Regions from separate parts of the Sus scrofa genome. Here region 2 is linked to region 1. A link is a contact called in public Hi-C data. All regions are on one chromosome and are shown on one strand. The core of a region is the stretch at or near the end of the contact, and the rest is flanking DNA. Distances in the headings are between cores, read along the strand shown. Region 1 overlaps INO80 (DNA helicase INO80). Region 2 overlaps VPS18 (vacuolar protein sorting-associated protein 18 homolog).

Evidence for each region. A called contact is a pair of places that touch in the nucleus more often than the background predicts.
Region 2: a contact with region 1 is called in a Hi-C map of subcutaneous adipose tissue, with 2.3 times the contacts expected there. The contact joins two enhancer-like sites. A contact is called at or near these places in 3 of 47 Hi-C or Micro-C datasets (heart right ventricle, retroperitoneal adipose tissue and subcutaneous adipose tissue) and 1 of 2 datasets of contacts at active chromatin or transcription factors (skeletal muscle).

Annotation. Positions count from the first base shown.
Region 1 is chr1:130,251,148-130,256,093 of Sscrofa11.1, forward strand. It overlaps INO80 (DNA helicase INO80), which reads left to right. Exons shown (of 36, transcript XM_003121588.5): 10 at 690-885; 11 at 2,126-2,193; 12 at 4,005-4,214; 13 at 4,691-4,771. Among named protein-coding and RNA genes, the nearest start is that of INO80, 52 kb to the left of the region's middle. Within about 2 kb of position 1,979, at least 4 of the 83 cell types and tissues checked have an H3K27ac peak or open chromatin away from gene starts, as enhancers often do. A contact at or near this core is called in retroperitoneal adipose tissue and subcutaneous adipose tissue, where this site is marked.
Region 2 is chr1:130,405,494-130,410,674 of Sscrofa11.1, forward strand. VPS18 (vacuolar protein sorting-associated protein 18 homolog) reads right to left here. Exons shown (of 6, transcript XM_001929361.4): 6 at 3,628-4,939. The coding sequence ends at 4,214. Among named protein-coding and RNA genes, the nearest start is that of VPS18, 12 kb to the right of the region's middle. Within about 2 kb of position 1,883, at least 35 of the 83 cell types and tissues checked have an H3K27ac peak or open chromatin away from gene starts, as enhancers often do. A contact at or near this core is called in retroperitoneal adipose tissue and subcutaneous adipose tissue, where this site is marked.

The sequences.
Region 1 (4,946 bases), core at 729-3,228:
TAGAAGAGTTTGGACACATTTATGTTTTTAGAAATAATAAATATGTGCACATGTACTTACTACCCAAGTTATGAAGTAAAATGTATTGTTTGAATTTAGATGGTATCTCACTGCCAGTAGAGAAAAGTAATGTAGTAAAGAAATAAGCATTTTATATAGAAGCCTAGTGGAAAAAAGATTTTATATTGTAAAGGAGAGCAAAACATAGGTTTTATTAGACTATAAGTGAAGATTATTCCTTGCTTTCAGTATCACTGACTTATTGTTCATTAGCACTTTGTACCTTTTTTTTTTTTCTTTTTTTTGGTCTTTTTCTAGGGCCGCAACTGCGTCATATGGAGGTTTCCAGGCTAGGGGTCTAATTGGAGCTATAGCTGCCGGCCCACGCCAGAGCCACAGCAATTCGGGATCCGAGCTGCATCTGTGACCTACACCACAGTTCATGGCAACGCCAGATCCTTAACCCACTGAGCCAGGAGGCCAGGGATCAAACATGCAACCTCATGATTCATAGTGGGATTTGTTTCCGCTGAGCCATGATGGAAACTCAGCAGTTTGTACCTTTGTAGAGAGAATTTGTAAAGGAATTGTATGCAAACTATGTGTAGGTTTAGTGGATTCTCTTGACTGCAGTTGTATGTGATTGGTGCTTTGACTCTCTTTTCACATTCAGCTTTTTTCCCCTGTAGGCCAAGAGACAACAGCGAAAACTGAACTTCCTAATCACCCAGACAGAACTGTATGCCCACTTCATGAGTCGAAAACGAGACATGGGTCATGATGGGATCCAGGAAGAAATCTTAAGGAAGCTGGAAGATAGTTCTATGCAGAGACAAATTGATATTGGTGGAGGAGTGGTAGTTAACATCACACAAGAGGATTATGGTGAGTCCTAAATCAGGAGATAAAGGAAGGAGGTAACCGGAATATTTTCTTGTCCCAGGTTATACTAATCATTAATTCTTGCAAGTTTTTTTTTTTTTTTTTTTTTGTCTTTTTGCCATTTCTTGGGCCGCTCCCGCGGCATATGGAGGTTCCCAGGCTAGGGGTCCAATCAGAGCTGTAGCCGGCCTACACCAGAGCCATAGCAACGTGGAATCCGAGCCGTGTCTGCAACCTACATCACAGCTCACGGCAACACTGGATCGTTAACCCACTGAGCAAGGGCAGGGATCGAACCCGCAACCTCATGGTTCCTAGTTGGAGTCATTAACCACTGCGCCACGGCGAGAACTCCAATTCTTGCAAGTTTTGATCAAAAAGGTGGGTTTATTTTTTGGAGTAGGAAAGTGAATATTTCTATATAACAAGCAGATAAAATAATTTTTATTAAAGAATTTCAACATTCCCTTGTGGCTCAGAGGTTTAAAGATTTGGAATTGTCACTGCTGTGGCTCGTGTTTGATCCCTGGCCTGGGAATTTCCACATGCTGCAGCCAGCCAAAAAAAGAAAAAAAATAATTTGAAAAGGAAAGGGTGTGGTGATATGGTCATGCAGATTTGGGAATAGCTTATGTTTTGATTTGTTAGTAGCAACAAAGGTATCAATCCAGAAGAATTTAGTGAATATATCTCAGCAGGGAAAATCATCTCTTGTATAACAGGATTCTTGGTGATGTGAGTCAAACATGAGAAGAGACTGTTTAGTGTTGGTATTTGTGTGACTACACAGAGAGGGAGGAATTATTGTAAAGTTTGAGAGGAATTTCACAGAGAATAGTTGTTAAGATCATGTTGAATAAGAGAAAATGAGAGTGCTTCAGAATATCTTGGATTTATACATTCTTTATTCTTCTCTTGGAATAGTTTCATCCAGTATAAATATATTACAGTTTTGGCATTGCTTTGTTCATGAAACGCAGGATTGGGAAACTGGAGCTCAGTCTTTTGTTGGTTTTTGTGACCTGGCTTTGACTTCTAGAGACCATGGCAGCCCTCTTCTTCCATTGCCACTTGTAGGTCTTTACCTCTGTCAGGTAATTTGAGGCTTTCTCCTCCCTTTCCTTCTGTGAACCTAGGGACAAGTAGAATGTGGGCATCAGGCATCCACATGTGCTAGTGTACATTACATTTCTGAAGGAGATCAGTTAATGAGGTGCGATAACCTACATGTTTTCCTTTTCAGATAGTAACCATTTCAAAGCCCAGGCCCTGAAGAATGCTGAAAATGCTTACCATATTCATCAAGCTCGGGTGAGTTTTAAAAATGAACTATAATGGGCCCAGGAAATACCCCACAGCCTTTTACTTGGTCTTCCTTTAGTCTTAATCATATTTTCAATTGAAAACATTGATGAACGTGTATGTGTGTATATGTCCGTGTTGGGTGGGGACTATGTCTCTACTTACTTTAAAATAATGTAGGAATACTTGAGAAAAGATGAGAAACGAGCATTCACTTGTTTTAGGAATGTGTTGATTGAAGCTAAGATGGTTTGTCTGGTTTTTGTCCTCCTTAGTAATCATGGTTAATACAGTATGAAGTGCTTCATGCTTATTTAGTGAAAAAGGCTACACTCTTGCTTCTTAAGAAAGCTGTATTGTGCCTTAAAACTGCTAAGTTAATACCTTCTTTCACTTTAGCTATAACTTGCTTATTCATGATACAGTGATATTTAATGCAATCAGGAAGAAACTACAGTTGGATCAAATTAAGAAAATACAATTTTTTTTTTTTTTTTATCTTTTGTCTTTTTTTTTTGTTGTTGTTGTTGTTGCTATTTCTTGGACCGCTCCCGCGGCATATGGAGGTTCCCAGGCTAGGGGTCGAATCGGAGCTGTAGCTGCCAGCCTACACCAGAGCCACAGCAACGCGGGATCCGAGCCGCGTCTGCAACCTACACCACAGCTCACGGCAACGCCGGATCGTTAACCCACTGAGCAAAGGCAGGGACCGAACCCGCAACCTCATGGTTCCTAGTCGGATTCGTTAACCACTGCGCCACGACGGGAACTCCCCAATTTTTTTTTTTTTTTTTTTTGCCACACCAGTGGCGTATGGAAGTTCTGAGGTCAGCGATTGAATCTGAGCTGCAGTGGAGACCTGTGCCACAGCTGTAACAATGGCGGATCCTTAACCCACTGCACCCGGCTGGGATCAGACCTACATCTTTGTAGTGACCTGAGCCACTGCAGTTGGATTCTTAACCCACGGTTCCACAGGGGGAACTCTAAGAGAACACAATTTAATACATTATATAGGAGCCCCTGTGTAACTTTGACAGGGTCCAAGTCAAGAATAGAGACAAACTCACCTTATTACTTACCAACCCAAACCAGTTAAAGAATTTTAAATCAAATATTTAATAAATTTTTTGACAAAACAAGTAATTGTGTAATAAGGCTTGATATCTGTCAAAAGCATGTAATAGTTAAATTAATTTTAAAATATTAGTAATATACTTTAATGTACACTTAACCCTTGGACTCTAGGAATTAGGGGTGCCAACCTACTCTATAGTCAGAAGTCTGCATATAAATTTATTTTTTGCTTTTTAGGGCTGCAACCACAGGTTCCCAGGCTAGGGGTCAAATCGGAGCTACAGCTGCTGGCCTATGCCTCAGCCACAGCAATGTGGGATCCAAGCCACATCTGTGACCTACACCAGAGCTCACGGCAATGCCAGATCCTTAACCCAGTGAGCGAGGTCAGGGATCGAACTGGCAACCTCATGGTTCTTAGATTCATTTCTGCTGTGCTATGTCGGGAGCTCCTGCATGTAAATTTATAGTTAGCCCTCCATATCTGTGGTTTCACATCAATGAATTCAACCAACTGTAGGATCTTGTCGTACTGTAGTACATATTTAGTGAAAAAACCTCACCTATCAATTGACACACAGTTCAAAGCCATATTGTTCAAGGGTTAACCATATTATGCTTTATATAAGATGATATATTACATTATATTAGAAAGTTTGTTCCAACTAAGATAGATTAAAAATGTCATTGTGAATTTTGCTTGAATTTAATTATTTTCCTTCCAATATACTTTTATTTTGCAGACAAGGTCATTTGATGAAGATGCAAAAGAAAGTCGAGCAGCTGCCCTACGGGCAGCCAACAAGTCTGGCACTGGGTTTGGGGAGAGTTATAGCCTCGCAAACCCATCTATACGGGCTGGGGAGGATATTCCACAGCCTACAATTTTTAATGGCAAATTAAAAGGTTATCAACTGAAAGGCATGAATTGGTTGGCAAATCTCTATGAACAGGTGAATTTTAGAACTGTGTCATACCTACTCTCTTTTGTTATCTGTTTCTCTAAAGTCATTGGTTCAGTGTATCGTGAAATGAGAACAAGATATAATCTTTTAGATTTCATCCTTTTTCCTTTGGCAGGAATCAGAAAGATGTCTCTATATTTTTAACCTGGATATTTTATTGGAGAATATTTGTATCATGTATATATCTTGTCTTAAGTGGTTTTTGTAAACCTGTTGCCTGGATTAGATTAGCAGAAGAACTAGCTTTGGGCCGTTTGTCTCATATGTCAGGATTCAGAGTTGTAGCTAAGGAGGTGACAAAAGGAATCATTACAATAATGAGTAATAGTGCTGAAGCCGAGTATCTCTAGTCACTTTTGTTTGAACAAATCTGACATTTTGGTTAGTTCTTTCTGACAGTAAGTTGAACCCTGTGTAATGCAGTGTGAGAGCTTGTTGACCATGTGTATTTTTTTTTTTCCCAGGGTATTAATGGCATTCTTGCAGATGAAATGGGCCTTGGTAAAACAGTACAGAGCATTGCCCTCCTGGCCCATCTGGCTGAGGTAGGTAGCTCCATACAGTCTTTTCATCTTCCTTTCTCTTGATCCTAGGGTCATTTTCTGTTGAGAATCAGTCATTACCAAGAACTGCTAGACTCTGTAGGGCTTGCTGTTTGCCTTCAAGGCCTTTTTGAGGCCTTGGTGAAACATTTTGGTTTTCAAAAAGACCAAGACAAGT
Region 2 (5,181 bases), core at 633-3,132, 150 kb after region 1:
GGGCCTTGGCAGAGGTGATGACCTGGAGAGACGGCACCTGCCTCCTGCCTCTACACCTGGGAAACACAAATAGACCTTTGGCCATGGCTGCCTGGAAACCAGGCATAGCACCCACCTTCCTGGGGGCCAAACCAATGCCCCTTTCTCCTTTTCTGCCAGGCCTGCCCGGGCTTGTTCTCACTGGACATCAGTTGCTGGTCACCAACCCAGGGCCACTCTAACCTCCAGGACCTCATGGTTCCTACAGCTCAGCTCAAGGACTCCTTCAGGGTGTGAGCTGAGAAAAGGCAGATCTGCTCAGGAAGAGGAAAGCACCCGATAGGGGACATTCAGCAAACTAGGGGCTTAATCCCTTTGGAAGAAGAACCCCACTTTGTGCCCCTTTTATGGGCCATCCCTAGACCAAAGTTTGCCCTTCTGCTTCAGTTTTCCCTTTTGGAAGCTGGGCCTAAGAATGAGGTCTCTCTCCTGGTGGCTTTAGCACGTATAGCTCCCTGAATGTCGCGGGCTCCATGCTCTAGGGGGAGGAGAAAGCTGAGGGTGGCCCAAGAACTGGAACTATCTAGCATCCTCCTTCTATCCCACTGCCCACCCCAGGCCTGCCTCTGACCATCATCCACCCTCAACCTGCTGCAGGGCCCAGCCTCACTCCACATAAGCAAAGCTGCCAGCAGGGTCCTTTGTGGGGCTGCTCCCGTGTGGCACTGCCTAGGGGCCCCACCATGGGGCAACAGATGGACCTATGGTCTCTACAGAACAATGGTGGGGGAGGGGCCCTGGCATCGCCTGCCCCAAACAGGAAGCGCTGCATGAGCTTCAAAGAACTGGCAGGGCCAAGGGGCTGAGTGGCTGGAGCCAGTGCCAGGACTGATGGCTGCCTGAAGAGCTGCCCGCCAGCCTAGGGATGCCCAGCCTGCAGTGGGGGTGGGGCTGCAGTGGCAAGGACAGCTGGGTCTTGGGCAGAGGACGCTTTGCACCCTCAGGGCTACAGCCTCTGACCTGGAAGCAGGCTGAGGGAAGGGGCTCCGACACAAGGCTGTTTCCTGGCTCTGCTGCCACCCACCAACGGGGCTGCAGGTTCTTTCCCAAGCCACAGTGGGTATGGCTCTCCGACAAGTAACCATGAGGGGCAGGGCTGGCACCAAGCCTGCTGCCCGCTCCCTGCCTCCTGCTCCCAGCTGCTCTGCTCAGAACCTTTTCCTCTCCACTTCCTGTTCACACAAGGGGGGGCGGGAAGTGGAGGGAGGAAGTTAGGGGGAGGCGTGTAGGGGGGACCCATTGAATAAAAGGAATTAACCGTTTCCCTCCTCTGACCTCTGGGAATTTCCGCCTGTGAAAGTGTCTCGAAGAATCTGCAGAGCTGGGGGAGTGGGGAGGAGGACTGCCCCTCATGTTCCCCACCCCCCCCCCCCGCTCTCCCCCGTAGTGGTGGGGCCAGATAACTCCCTCTCGGCCCCCTAACCTTTTGTTTCCCTGGCGCCAAGGGGAGCAGCACCAAGGGACGCCTGGAGCCTGGTGGCCTCAGAGCCCCCTCCAACCAATGGGGTCGTTGCACCCGGCCTCCCCGGGGCACAGGCAGGGCGGGAGGGGGTAGTGCAGGAACTGCCGGAGTTGGTGGTCCCAGAGTGAATGGGCTTACACTAAGGCTGACCAGGCTCTGAGCCAGGGTCGGTGCCCTCGGTGCCCTGGGGACAGGAGAAGGGCAGGCACACCCTCCGGGGGCCACTCCCCCTGGCGCAGGGGAATGGAGCGGGTGGGTTTGGGAAGTCAGTAGACAGCGCCCCCTAGTGGCTGCTGCCGACTCGGCCGGGCGGCCCCCCAGGGCCCTCTCAAGGGCGGGCCTCAGGAAGCACCTGCTCCCCAGGACCAGTGGCCGCCCTGCATCTCCCCCAGGTGGCTTCCTTGTTTACAGGCCTCCTGCCCTGATCCCAGCGTCACTGCCTGTGGCCACTCCTCCTATTTCCAGTGACCGCTCCAGGAGCAGCTCATTCATCTTGGCCCCTGCCCACGCAGCTGCTCCCCCACCCCACCCCTCCTGGCCCTCCCCCAGGCTTAGGGCCAAGGCCCTGAGGACCTTCTCTCTCCCCTCGACACCGGGCCTTGCTTGGTTTCCAGGGATCTAAGAGCTGTAGCTTCCCGTTGCCCTGACTCAACGGAACCCCATTCTGTCAGCACCAGAGAAGCTTGGGGCTTTTTTCCAGGAAAGAGGAAGCGGCCTAGGACCAGATGGGCAGGCTTAAGAGAAGACAGAAGGGGCAGGGGTGTCCCAGGCTGTCTTAGCCAAGTCCTCTGGGAGGAGGGAGCAGTAGGGCAGTGTTTGTTTAACTAACAAGTAGTAGGCACCCATTATGTGCAAAGACAGAGGCCCCAAGCTGTTCTAAGCCAGTAACCAACCCCGTGGTGGGCCAAGGTTTATACCCAGTACTGACAGTGGGGAACAGAACCTTGAGCCCTCTACTAGGCATGGGGAGAGGAAGGGACCAGGAGCCCTCCAGATCCTCCTGGAACAGGGGAAAGGGAACAGGATTAGGATGCCCTGCACCCACCCAGTGGGACTCTATCCCCCATTTGCTCCCACTTTTGCTTCTGGGGGAAGATGAGTTCGAGGCTCATCAAAAATGGGCAGCTTGAGGCCCTCTCCCTTGGCAAAGGCCGCGAAGAGACCCTGCTGTTCTAGTGGCTGGGGAAGAATCAGCAGGGGAAGATTCTCCCAGGACTATGGAAGTAAAAAGTCTTGGAAGAGGATTAGGCTGCAGGGACAAGAGACCTCAGTCTGATTCCAAGAACACTCACTTGTTATTTTGTTTCAGTTTGGGTGCCTGATAGACCACACCCATTAAGCTGGGCAGTGGACTGTGAACACCAGTCCATGGAGCAAAGGGTGCTCAGCTGATGTCACAGGAAGGCCCTGCTCCACGTCTCCCTAGGGCTTAGCCTCTAGCTACAGCTAAAGAAGTGTAAGCTGGGGGCGGGGAGGGGCAGGTCACAGGAACTCAGTGGGAAGAAAACATTTCTGCCAAATGCCATGGATGGCAGTACTGGCAGTCTCACCTCCATGCTGGACCTCAACATTATGGTTAAATGCCAGCGGTAGGTAGGGCAGCATCAAAACTGTGGAGTTGGAAAGCAGGGATTCAGGCTGGCAAAAGAGGTGAGCAAAATCTAGCATGCATAAGGCCCTTGGGAGGGAGGAGGAATGAGGGGCTTAGATTAATGGTCAGGCAGTGGAGGTTCAAGAAAACTCTTGGGACAACTAAGGTGGGAACAGATCAAGGAACTAGAGAAAGTGACTTGAGAAATCAGCGCCCCCAGCTGCCTGAGTCTGAAGGGTTCTGTGGGGAGCAGCACCACCTGCTGGCCAAAGGGAAGAACAGTTCCCCCTCTGAGACTTAGGAGGGCAGGCCTGGATTCCCAAGTGAAGCCTCGAATCAGAAAGGATAGAGTGGAGGACCAAGAAGCAAGCAGAAAAGAGCAAAACTGTCCCGTCACATCTCCACGAGAAGGAATGAGGGCCACAGCTTGAAAGCATGCAGGGTCCTCGTGGCCGCCCTGTGGCACCCCAGCCCTTCCTGGAGAGAGGCCCACACTCCCAGGCCACTGAGCCCAGCATCAACACAGAGCCACCAGTGCAGTGCAGACAGTTTAATGCTCTCCATCCCCATCACCATCTTATACTGTCTTCTGTGAGGCCCTCTACCCCAGAGCACCCTTCACACTGGAGCCCCAGATGGTATGCACAAGAGCACTCTCACCAGCAGTGCCACCTTCCCCCCACCCAATGCCCAGGACTTAGAGGGACCTAGGGGCAGACAGTAGAGAGGGATTTTCTGAGGAAGAAGAGCCACAGAGTGAAAAGGAAGAACAGTAGTTAGTGTTACAGAAGGTGAACAGGATATATGCAGGGAGTAAAAGGGAAAAAAGAGCTGTTAGATGCAGGGGGATGGTAATGCATCAGAATTCTGACTTCTCCAAGCTAAGGCTCTCTATTAGGAAGCAGGCTGACAGCATGGCAAAACATCAGCTCTAAGGCAGCCGTGAGGAAGAGCATGGGCAGTTGGCAGAATGCACTCAGAGCTGACACCTTGAGGGCAACAGCTGTGATCTACTCCCACCACCATAGTCCCTGCCCAGCAGTCTCCAGGAGACCAAGCACAGACGCTGTGGCCCTCCCAAGAAGGAACAGCCCACGATGGCTGGCCCGCCTGATGCCTGCCTACAACCAACTGAGGTGCTCCTCCTCATAGCACTGGGGGTCAATAAAGGGCCGGTCAATAGAGCGGATCATCAGCTCCCCACAGTACACACACTCAGCAGCCACCAGTTCGTCCAGGTCGGCCTTGAGCTGTTCCCGGCTGGGGCCGGAGGCAGCCACCCCTGCCTCAGCCTCCTTAGCCCGGGCAGAGCCCTTGGAGGGGGGTGGAACAGCCCCCAGCTTCCGCTGCAGCTCCTCTAGCCGGGCCTGCTTGTAGGCTGGCAGGCCAGGCCGCACGGCCTGCAGAAGGCAGTCAGCGTGGAACATGTGGCCACAGAGGAAGAGGTAAAAAGGGCGGTTAAGCAAGGGGAAGTCGCAGGTGGCACATTTGTCCTGGGGTTCCACAGTGCCGTAGCGGCCCCGCAGCTCCTGCAGATCTCGCCGGATGCGCTGGGCACTGGCTGTGGCCTCTTCCATCTCTTGCTGCAGCTCTTGGATGTGGTAGTTGTAGGCCTTGAGTGAGCTGCAGATGGCTTCTTTGAAGTGGTCAATGGTGACGAAGTCTGGGAAGAAAGGCAGCACGTCTTCAATCTTGAGCAGGGGGCAGCTGGCCAGGCAGGCCATGGCTGTCTGCACATCTTCCTCCTCCTGCACTACGTGCCGGGCAATCTTCAGCCACAGTTTCTTGCGCAGCTCCTCATCTTCCTCGGGCAGGTCAGCACACTGCTTGGCTAGGTCCACATCCACCTGTGGGGAGACTGAGTGTTAGGGTCAAGCCCCCATCTCCACCCAAGACAGAGCCTATGGGAAAGACAGGTGCTTTGGAAAGAGCCCCAAGGAGGATGCCCAGCATTCCTGGCAGCAAGCGAGGTGGGGCTTCTGGGGGCTGGGAAGGAACCTGTCTCAGTAATGGACCTGCTGCATCAGAGTTTTGCAAACGCTACTTATGAGGGTGGGCCTGCAACTTTAGTCAATTTATTTATTTATTT